3 separate regions of the Mus musculus genome follow, and regions 1 and 2 are each linked to region 3. The links are chromatin contacts, called in public capture Hi-C and promoter capture Hi-C maps. All regions are on one chromosome and are shown on one strand. Each heading gives the region's core, a stretch centred on a gene start, on an enhancer-like site or on the middle of the called end of the contact. The rest is flanking DNA. Distances are from core to core; before and after follow the strand shown.

The links. Promoter capture Hi-C pulls out the DNA fragments that hold promoters and counts their contacts. Capture Hi-C pulls out chosen DNA fragments and counts their contacts.
Region 1: a contact with region 3 is called in a capture Hi-C map of embryonic stem cells, with 10 times the contacts expected there. The contact joins the promoter of Mybbp1a here to the promoter of Tsr1 in region 3. A contact is called at or near these places in 3 of 39 promoter capture datasets (embryonic stem cells, frontonasal cranial neural crest and liver), 1 of 484 Hi-C or Micro-C datasets (embryonic stem cells), 1 of 115 datasets of contacts at active chromatin or transcription factors (embryonic stem cells) and 1 of 9 other capture datasets (embryonic stem cells).
Region 2: a contact with region 3 is called in a promoter capture Hi-C map of hippocampal neurons, with 5 times the contacts expected there. The contact joins the promoter of Xaf1 here to the promoter of Tsr1 in region 3. A contact is called at or near these places in 2 of 39 promoter capture datasets (cranial neural crest and hippocampal neurons).

Annotation. Positions count from the first base shown.
Region 1 is chr11:72,439,795-72,443,365 of GRCm38.p6, reverse strand. Mybbp1a (MYB binding protein (P160) 1a) reads right to left here and starts at 2,039. Exons shown (of 26, transcript NM_016776.3): 1 at 1,791-2,039; 2 at 1,593-1,688; 3 at 883-966; 4 at 722-796; 5 at 513-620. The coding sequence starts at 1,982.
Region 2 is chr11:72,300,190-72,303,727 of GRCm38.p6, reverse strand. Xaf1 (XIAP associated factor 1) reads right to left here and starts at 2,099. Exons shown (of 6, transcript NM_001037713.4): 1 at 2,019-2,099; 2 at 266-401. The coding sequence starts at 2,050.
Region 3 is chr11:74,895,843-74,899,626 of GRCm38.p6, reverse strand. Tsr1 (TSR1 20S rRNA accumulation) reads right to left here and starts at 1,547. Exons shown (of 15, transcript NM_177325.3): 1 at 1,412-1,547; 2 at 1,147-1,250; 3 at 226-445; 4 at 1-118. The coding sequence starts at 1,508. Sgsm2 (small G protein signaling modulator 2) reads left to right here and starts at 2,558. Exons shown (of 23, transcript NM_197943.3): 1 at 2,558-2,802. The coding sequence starts at 2,746.

The DNA of each region.
Region 1 (3,571 bases), core at 790-3,289, 2.5 Mb after region 3:
ACTAACTGGCCTGGGGTCTATATTCAAAACTATACCTCTTTTTGTTTTGTAAGAGGGCTAGCCGGTGTCATATACACAGAGCCCTATGTGGGGAGCTGCAACTTAAATTCTGGTCTGTCTCCATTTGTGCCAAAAGGACAAATCAGGGACAAGACAGTGGCAAATGACTCTAGATACAAACAGACCCAGGCTTGACCAAACCAACTATGGCAAATGTACTCAGATTGCCTTCTACATACTCAGGCATTGACAAGCACTGTTCCAGACCCACACTAGCCACACAAAGGCCACCAGAGAGGGTTATGGAGTATCTGAACTGCCTAACTGAGTGGACATGTGCTGAGACCCTGAAAGACAAGGCAGATTTAAGATAGTTGGTGAGAGAGGAATAACAAACAAACAAACAACCTCCTCATACCAGTTGCATGGTCAAACCATCTGTCCTCATCATGTTCCTACCCAAATCTTTTCAACGTTTCCCAAATCAGACGGCATGACTTGTGATTCTCTACCTCAGAGAGGATGTCCACCAGAGCCTTTATTGGCTGTCCCTGTAAGTGGTTGGGGTGTTGGGACAGGATCTTCAGCAATTGCACGGACTTCATCAGGGCCTCTTTGTCCTGGTATCCACAGAGAGCAAAAGGTGAAGAGCAGGGTCTGTTACCATCTGTTCCCCTCCAGCCCTAAACCAGTCCCTGCGCCCCGTGCCAAAAGCTCTTACCTTCACTAGGCGGCCTGACTGAAAGAGGGCTAGCACTCCAAAAAGGTTTGCAAAGAGACTAGGTCTCATCATTGCCTAGAAAAAGATTGAAAACACAGGTGAAGAGGGTCCCTCCCCATAGCTGTTCAGGAGCAGGTTGTCTGTCTGGGAATCTCACGCACCTTGTTCATGGCTTGTAGGCTGTATTTTTCTTGTATCTGATCCAGGATGTCACACAATGGGATGTCTTCAAAAGACTGCAACAGCTACCAGGCAAGACCAGAAAGAGCTCAGGAGTGGCCCAGGGACAACAAACCAGACCAAGTCCATTTCCCTCCTTCAGCTTTCCCCAATATAATCTCCGTGCTCCTCCCATCCCTCACAAGCGCTACTGCTTTCAAGGGACCACATCTTACATGGCTAAGCCCCACCTCCATCAAGGCTTCAGAAGGCCTAGGCTGCTTCTGTACCTCTTGGGAAAACCCATCCCATCCAAAGATCCTGTTCTGAGTTGCCTTGAGGCTGGTTAGTCTTCATTGCTTTTTGCTGTACAAATTTCTACGTGGTCTGTCATCAGTTGCCTTCCTAACCTGGAGGCGGCTCCCCAACCTTGCAGAAATCAACCTCAAAGTTCACTACTTCCAGTAACTGTAGCTAATACTCTGTAGCTGATAAACGTGTATCAGAAAGAAAACGTGTTCAACTCTTCCACCTGCCTGGACTTTGCTGTACATAGGCCATGTTTTGGCACTTCCTCCCACCCAAGTAAGGATGCCTGTATCCCCTCTGAAGCATCTCGGATTTCTTCTTACCCCGCAGCTTCGGTGCCCCCTACCCTTAGACGCCACCTTTGCCCAGCGAGATCGTGCCCTTGCCAGACACACAGTCTCACCTGTGCCAGCGCCAGGCTGTAGCAGGGCCTAGCGGCTTCTCGGCCCACCCCAAGCCCAGTGATTAGGCGCTTCAGGGCATATTTCATCTCCGAATCCTACGGAACCAAGAACATCCCTCGTGTTCAACAGTGATCTGAAGGGCCCACCCCTCCCCCTTGCATCCAGAGCCACGATGGGCCTGGGCCCCTCCATCATACATTGGGCCTTGTGCGCAAGTACTCCAACAACTTCTCCGTGGCCCGGAGCCGCGTTTCCTGATCCGGTTTCGCAATGTCCCAGAAGAAGTCCAAGAACTCGCGGCTGTGCTCCAGCAGGCTGTGGCGGTCGCTTTGCGCCGCTTCTGCGGGAGTCGCAGGCTCAGCTTTCGTGGGGCTCTTCATCTCCGCCATGCTGAGCCAAACACGTGGGCTCAGAAGACAGTCACTTCCAGGTCAGGTCTCGGCGCCTGCGCACTGGGACGTCCGAGTGAGGGCGGGGCCTAGCAGGTTGGAAGTGGCTTCCGTACGGCCTTGCCTTTCCCTTGTGGCTGTGGGTGGAGCAGAGTGTTCTCACACGCGCGTGTGCTCAGAAACTGATGCTTCGATCTCTTCCTTTAACCTGGAGGAGTTCCTGACGACCGGAGGTGCAAACAAATCCACGAAAAAGCCGTAGTATGATCTCTTCCCAGACCCGGGTCTGCTCGCGATCTAGTCCGAGACATCCGCTATTATTCCGCTTTTATTGTGTGCATCCGAACAAAGCCGCGGCTTCTGTGGACTTCCTTTCTAGTGGGAAGAGATGGTTGATGAACGAGTAGACAAATACATTTTAAATGATAGTTATGAGGAAAATAAGGAATGTAGGGAGCAGAGGGAGCCTTTTAAATGTTAAAAAACGTGAAAACATCGCCTGTTAAAAATTAAAGGGAGGGGCTGGAGAGATGGCTCATCGGTTAAGAGCTCTGACTACTCTTCCAGAGGTCCTGAGTTCAGTTCCCAGCAACCACATGGTGGCTCACAACCATCTGTAATGGGATCCAATCCACTCTTCTGGTGTGTCTGAAGACAGATACAGTGTATTCATAAAAATAAACAGCCGGGAGGTGGTGGCACACGCCTTTAATCCCAGCACTTGGGAGGCAGAGACAGGCGGATTTCTGAGTTTGAGGCCAGCCTGGTCTACAAAGTGAGTTCCAGGACAGCCAAGACTATACAGAGAAACCCTGTCTCGAAAAACCAAAAAAAAAAAAAAAACAAAAAACAAAAAAAAAAATAAAATAAAATAAACAACATTTTCTTAAAAAAAAAAAATTAAAGGGAAGCCGGGCATGGTGGTGCACACCTTTGATCCCAGCACTTGGGAGGCAGAGGCAGGTGGATTTCTGAGTTCAAGGCCAGCCTGGTCTACAAAGTGAGTTCCAGGGCAGCCAGGGCTACACAGAGAAACCCTGTCTCGAAAAACCAAACCAAACCAAAACAAAACAAAACAAAAAAAACCAAAAAACCCAAAACCACACACACACACAAAAACAAAACCAAAAAAAAAATTAAAGGGAAAATTCTATAGATTCTAAGATTCTATTTAAGAGACCATGACAAGACTGACATGTGAGCTGACAGCTGAGGGACAAGATGGGCTCTATTGTCCCCAGGGCAAAAATCTAAGAGCAGGCCAAGGACATTTCTTCTACAGAGGCCACTCATCTCTTACGGGAATGAGGTCAGTAAGGTGAGGAGGAGGACTCAGGTGCCAGGAGCAAGGTTATATAGAACCCAGGGCCAGGCTCAAGGGTTCAGAATTTCTTCAGAGAGTGCAGGGAGGATTTACATCTGATTTACAGTTTTAAAAGGTCAACTGTTAGCTGAGAGCAGCCACAGCCCGTGGCTGTGAGTACCGAGGCAGTGAATTATGCTGGAGTAAGGCCTTGGCTAACCTATGGCAAATGTCAACGTAGGCGATGACCTGGGCCAAAGGAGATGATTTGCTAGAAAGGACACCA
Region 2 (3,538 bases), core at 850-3,349, 2.6 Mb after region 3:
AAGACTGAGATGGGCCCTCCTGCCTCCTCCTTACAAGTCTCTGAAGAACAGTTAGCCTTTCTTTATATGGATCCTTTGTTCTGCCAGACCCATAGTCTTGGGGTAGCAAGAAGAAAGGGAGAAACTAGGGACAGCCTCAGGGTAACACAAACAAAAAACAGAGGCCAAACATGGAGGGGCTAAATAACTTACCCACCAGGCCAGGGAAGGCTGGACTCCAGTTGTTGACCCCCCAGGCCTCTGCCCCACCTGCCCACCTGCTCACCTGCTGGTGCACAACTTCCATGTGCTCTTTCATCTTTGACTCTGGGATGGGCTCTTCACATTCTGGGCAAAGGACTATGAAGCGCAGGCAGTGGGCCTCGTGGAGCATGAAGTGGAGAGAGGCCACATTTCTTTTGCTTCAGGATAAAGTGGGGGTGGGGGAGAAAGAAAGGCACAGTGTCTTAGCATAAGACATGACGCCTTGTTGCATACCTGGGGTAAGCTCTTTCCAGGCCTGCGGCCTGGGGAAAACAGTGATGATGCTGATGATGCATTCCTATGCCTGCCAGTGCTGGTGAAACAGATAAGCTCGCCATCAGAAAATAGGTGTGAGGGCACTGTGCCTGGGAGAGGGGGAGGAAGAGGGTACCAGGGCAACAGGCAACTTTCAAGATTGATGATAGATTTCATTTCCTAGATTGTAAGATGGTTTCACAAATAAGTACTGTGTATCAAGATGTATATTTCAAACATGTACAAGTTAGCTAGGGCTGTTGGCACAGGGGTTCAGGAGCCTGAGTCAGGAAGATGGCTAGTTTAAGGCTTATCTGTGCTTATAGAGTAAGTTCAAGATCAGCCTAGGCAACTTAGTGATACTCTGTGTCAAAAGGAAAGGGAAAAACAGAGCCAGGGATAACGCAGCTCAGAGTGCTTGGCTGCTCTGTGCAATGCCCTAGGCTCAGTGCCTGGAACGACTCCTCAGCATCACCCCACAGAGACAGGGTTGGGGGAGGTAAAGTTCTATCCTTTTCCAGTTATCTCCTAGAAAGGCCATCACGAGAACAAGGGAGCACAGCAGTGCAGCTCTGCCCTGACCACACCTCAGACCCTCCAAGGGTTTCCCAACTCTCAAGAGCAAAAGTCCATCCACCACGCTGTCTCCCGTCCCTGGGCTCCCTTGCAGCTACCCAGAGAGCATCTGAGATGCAGGGGAGTCTTGTAGGGCAGGGTGTCCTCCTCTGATAGGCTCATCACCAGGAACGCTGCCAACCCATTCCATCTGCTCATGCTCACGGCAGCTCGGGAGAAAGGAAACAGGCTGTATCCTTAAAGGACCAATTGTTCAGGCCCTGTGATCTGGCTCATGGCCTCCAATTGTTCAGGCCCCTGTGATCTGGTTCATGGCCTCACTGCTGTTAGCCTGATCCAGCTGTCCCCACAACCGCACAGAATGACGTCCTTTGCTCTGTTTGCCCTCTCTGTTTTGCCTGCCTCCATACTCCATAGACCAGAGATCCTGAAAGGTGAAGTGGAACAAAGATCTCTGTGGAGCTTTACCCCAGTTACTGCAACAGGTGGGGTCTGCTGAGGAACCAGCTCTTTTTACTTGGAGGTGTGGTCCTTGCCTCCTGCTCAGCCCTCCATGTTCTATCTCCCAGCTCCTTTGTCAGGCGGAGGACAGGAATAACCCTGGAACATCTCTCAAAGGGTCCTCTCACAGATGGGTGGGAAGACCACGATGCCCCCCACCCCTGCTACGGATCTAAGCTCTGACAGGAATAGCCTGCTAGGGACCAGTCCCTCCATACTTCATGGCTAAAACTAGCCAGCCTGAAATACCCAAGCTAAGAGGGAACAGTGATATTGAGGTACCACTGAGCACTCTACTTAGAGATTTGGAACCTCTTCACTCCAGAGGTTCCAGTCCCCTTCGGCTTGCCCTCTGGTGTTGTACTTCATCCCCATCACTTCAGAATTTGTTTGCTCTGCCCTGCCCCTCTGTCTGGCCAGCCCTGGAGAAAATGCCTTCTTACCAGTTCCTGCACACTTGGAAGTCAGCCTCCATGGTCAAGCTTCCTGCAGTGCTTCTGTGGAGTTTCGTTTCTTTGCACACAGGAAAACAAAACTGAAAGTGTTTGCCCAGCCTGACTCACAGCGGCAGGGAGGAGACTTCAAAAATTCTCAGCTCAGGGCGGTTCCCAGATCCTGGCAGCTAGACACTCCCAGAAGGCCATTCTGCAGCATGGGCTAGTCCTCTGTCATGCCCCTTGTCCTGTGCAGCCTCTGTGCTACCGTGACTGTGACCTCCAGGGTGGGCGTTAGCTGTCGGGTTTCCTCTGGGCAGCACAACAATTCCTCCCTTTCTCCCCCTCCCTCCCTGACTGGCTTTGTTTCCATGGGGTCCCTGCCCACTTCTCAACCTGTGACTGACTCCTACTGTTTCTGTCTGGTCTCTCCTGAGATGCTAAGCTTGAGTCTGCTCTCTGAAGAAGAAGCTCCTGCAAGCTCTGTACCCCTGTGTGGGTTCCAGTTTGTGGTGACTTTGAAAACAAAGTCTGTGAGGAACTGAGCAGGGGGTTCTGGGTGCTGGATGCTCAGGCTACAGGGTTTGGGGCAAGTCTTGGGAATGGCCAGGGATAACTGTGTTGTGTCTCCTGAGGTTGTCCTCTGCTGGGAAACAAAACAAAGCAAACAATAATGGCAAACAATAATGTAAGCCAAGATGACAGAAACCATGAGGAGGTCTTGCTATCCCATGCTCACTGGTAAAATCGAGCAGCAAGGGGCTGAATAACCTGCACAGAAGTTCCCAGGTAACGTGGTCCAAGGTGTGACCCTTCTGCCACAGGCACGGAGCTGGAGGAGCTGTGCTCAGATCCAGACAAGATAACCAATTGGGAGCTTGAGTCACCTCAGCCTTCTGGATACTGTCTCCTGGCTGACCGGGTTACACTGGAGCTCCCAGGCAACTTTAAGGTCCAGGTGCTCCTAGAATTTGCATGCAAAACTGCTGCTGTGTCAGTATATGTTTGTTCCAGCGAGGTGCCACAGCCTCAGGCAGTTACCCAACAAGGCTAGCTGACCTCATGAGGTTCAAAGAAAACAAATTGTGTTAAAGGCAGCCCATGTCCAAAATTATCACAGTGCAAAATGATGGAAGTCAGTCGATTTGCTGGTTTCCTGTGTTCATTCCACCACCACCACCCCCCTTCCAAGGAAGAAACAGGGCGTCATTAGATAAATGAAAATGATCAAAGGGTTTTGGAGTAGAGGTAGCGGTATGGCACTTGCCTACCATGCATAAGGCTTTGGGGTTAGGATCTAACACACACACACACACACACACACACACACACACACACACACAGACACACACACACACACACACACATCACAAAGTATATCTCAGTGACAACTGATACATTCACAAATACAGCCGTGTACGGAATAATGATGTTTCTGTCAGCAGTGCAACTGTACATAGCACAGTAGCCATATAAGATTACACCTGAAGAACTGCAGAAGTCTTGTCACCCAGTGATGCTACACACAG
Region 3 (3,784 bases), core at 298-2,797:
TGAGCAAAAAGGCAAGACAGGCAATAATCCCCCGTACTGTCCCAGCCTTCTAGTGGGTCCAGGAGGAACAGAATGGTATCAGCGACTTTAGCCATGTCTAACAGAGTATGCAGATCCCCTGTATACAAAAGACACCATAAAAAAAAAAAAAAGATAGTTAGCACACTATATTCAAGAGAGACAACTACTTAAACACAATGAGAGAAAAGTATCGGACACTCTAACCTGGTCTTGCATATGTGAAAAACCATCGATGTTTCAAGCTAGGGCACAGAAGCATAAAACTCTGGGTGCTTCCCCGTTCACTCAAATACACCGTTCCCAAGTCTTCATTCTGAAGCAGTTTAAATGCCTCTGGAAGGGAAATCCTGCTGTGCAGAGGCACCACCAGCACCTGATGTGGAGGACCATCCTTGCTGCCCAGCTGCCTCTTCTCGGCCAGAACCTAGCAACACAAAGATCCAAGAATACCTCAATCATTTGCTTCACTATTCTATCTTCAAATATACAGGTGCTGTAACCCCAGGGCAGAACTACTCCCCTTTCTGTTGCTTTGTAAAAGTACCAAGGTAATTTTATGTAACGTAAAACATTAGAAAAGATCAGAGCAGGCCGGGCGGAGCTGGCGCACGCCTTTAATCCCAGCACTCATTTCTGAGTTTGAGGCCAGCCTGGTCTACAGAGTGAGTTCCGGGACAGCCAGGGCTACACAGAGAAACCCTGTCTCGGAAACACCACCACCCCCCCCCAAAAAAAAAAAAAAAGAAAAGAAAAAAGAAAACATCAGAGGAGCCAGGTGTGGTGGCCCAAGCCTTTTAACTTAACACTCAGAAGGCAGAGGTAGGAGGATCTGAGTTCTAGGCCAGCCTGGGCTACACAGTGAGACCCTTTGTTTAAAATAATCATGATTTGCAAAAGAGCAAGCCCGTATAAATAAAGATGAGGAAGGACCAAGCATTCTCTCGTAAAAAGCCACGTGTATGGATGTGCTGTCAAGGAGTTTGGCAGGGCCTCGTTCTAAAATGAACACTGCCTGAAGGTACTCTGGGTTTACCTCCGTTTTCGGCCCATTTCCGTGTCCCATTTTCTAGTTTGAGACTTTACCAATCTCAAACCATAAGCTTCCCCACCCCCGCTTCTACTCACCGACTCCCTCTTTTGCTTTCGGAGCTGGCTGGCGCGATGCCTCTGGTCTATTCGGCTGAGCTGCCTCTTCAGCTTCTTGCAGAGGATTTTCGGTCCTACCCGGCCTGGAAGGCAGATCGGAAGTGGCTGCTCTTCTCCTCTCAGTCAAATCAACCAACAAGAACCTTCCTGCGCCGCTTAAGAGCCTTGGGCAAGGGTCCCAAGTCTAGTCTCGGTGTGGGCACGGGTACCGGCTAAGCAGCCCCTCTCCCTCCTGTCTACTCACCTTTGCTGTCCCGTTGTGCGGACCCACCGCCGTGATGCCGCCCGCCTTTATGAGCTTTATTCTGCTGCTTCAGCGGCCCGGAGCGGTGAGCCGCCATTCTGCAGTCCACGTGTGCACCAAGTGAACTCTACTTCCGGGCGGACCCGAGCGTTTCCGGCCCTGGGGACGGACTTCAGGCTTAGCACTTCCGCGACCTCTCGCGAGGTTTTTTGCCGCCAGCCTGCAAGCGCAGCGCCCTGAGTGTCCGCAGAGACGTCGTGGTGCCTTTTCCCACGCTGCAGTCCTCTGCTGAGAGATGGAGGATGCCGGCAGGAGTCTCCCGGCTCCGGCTCTGGATTAGGAGGTCAATTTTGCGCCCATCTTTCCATTTTTGCACGCTTCAGTTGCATCACGTGGGAAGAAATAAAAGTCTTTTCACGTAGACTATTGCACGCCGCTCTCTGCGGTCCCAGTGAACTGTACAAAGGGGTGACATTTGTACCTGAGTGGCCTTTCCTTTCCTCTATTACTCTAATTTCCAACGCGAAGCACTTAGAAGGGGCTCGTGTCACCGGCTCTGGAATGTCTCTTATTCCAACTCGCGCCCCCCTCTTCCCACAAATCTGCAAGATGAACCAAAGCGGATGTCGGCGACCCGGAGGAGGGCGAAGACTTCCCCTTGCGCTCGGGCACCTGTTCTTAGGAGCTCACAGTCGGGTCCTTGCTTTCCTCCTGCAAGCTTTGCGACTGAGCTGCAAGTAATATATGAACACTCCACAGGATCCGGAGGAGTGACAGGACCAGGTTCGAACCACAGTGACGCAGAGCCGAGACCCTGGCTCCGTATAGCTCCTCTCCCAGGGGCCAGAAGTCGGGAGCGGTCACGGTGGTTGAGGTTTGCCCAGACACAAGCACATTCCCAAAGTCCGCCCGCTGCGCGGCGCAGGCCGGAGCGGCTGACTTCCCAGCGCTCACAATGCGGGTTCGCGCCCTCGGGGCGGGAGCCGGCCAGTCGCCATGACAACCGTCCCTGCGGCGCGCGCCCGGCCCCGACGCCCCCAGGCGTCCGCACCCGCCCTTGACCCCCCCCCCCACCTCCCCAGTTGCGGCGCACACACCCCCTCCCTGCCGGCAGTGGGAAGGGGCCGGGCCTGCTGCCTGACGTCTGCGGGGCTCGGAAGATGGCTGCGGAGCTGAGCACCGGGCAGTGGCTGCGGCGGCTGCAGGCGGGGAGCGCAGCGGGCGGGGACTCCGCCTCGCGTGTGGGGCGCTGAGTCGGGAGGCGCGGAGGCGGTGAGGGCGCACCGGGGGCTCGGGGGGCCACTCGGTGCCACCTGCCCGCCACCTGCCGCACCATGGGCAGCGCAGAGGACGCGGTCAAAGAAAAGCTGCTGTGGAACGTGAAGAAGGAGGTACGGTCCGGGGCAAGGTCTCAAGGGGCTCGCACCCCTCCCGCGCTGGCTCGGGAGCAGAGAGGTGGAGGCACCCACGCGCGCGGCTGCCAGCCCACCGTGCCAGGCGGGGGCGGGGTCCTGGGCGGGCCGCGCCCCACGCCCCTCTCTGCATGTCCCGGGCAGCGCCCTCGGCCAGGGTCAGGCTTGCGCCCTGGGGCTTGTTTGCTCCACGGTGCTCCCGTTCCCCGCCCAGTGACGGCAGCAGCGCGGGGAGACCGCGATCGGGGGAGGGGTGGCGGCGATTGCTGGAGAACCCGAGTTGCCCATTCATTGCGGGTACTGCCCGGGGAGGGGGCGGGGTCCCCACGGGCCTCCTGGAGGCTGCGAGCCACAGTTCCAGGGGCTTCGCCCTCGGGTGTCCAACACACCGCCCTCTTGTGTTCCCCTGGCAAGTGAGTCGTGGCTAGCAGAGGGTTCGCTGCACACCTCACCGTTTCTCCCTCCACGCCCACCTCCTTACCCAGGAACTCGGGTATTTTTAAGAATGGTTTTTAAGACTCAGATTATTTTTGCCCTTTTGAGGGAAATCCTTCAGAAACAAGAGTTTCTCTCCACTAATTCCCTTTACCTTGACGCTGCTTAGAAGCTCATTTCAATTTCGGGGGTTGGGAGGGGGGGGCTGCTCATACGAATGACTCACCAGCTTGTGAAAGAGCCTGCAGTGTAGATGAGATGAGTGAGGCCTCCCTCCTCAGCCTGCCTCTCTAGCTGGGTCTACCAGGTGTGAACTATGGAAGGCAAAAACAAAACAAAACAAAACAAAAAACCTGTCTGCTTGTTCACTGTTTTGTTTCCAGAGCCTGGCACACTGGTAGGCACTCTAATAAATATAGCTGCTGATCCTGGAAACTGAGGTTTGGTGAGATAGTCTTGAGTTGTCCAGACTTACTTGAGCTTTACTTGTGAACTTGAGTAAAGTTACTTAAACTCAAGTCTTGGT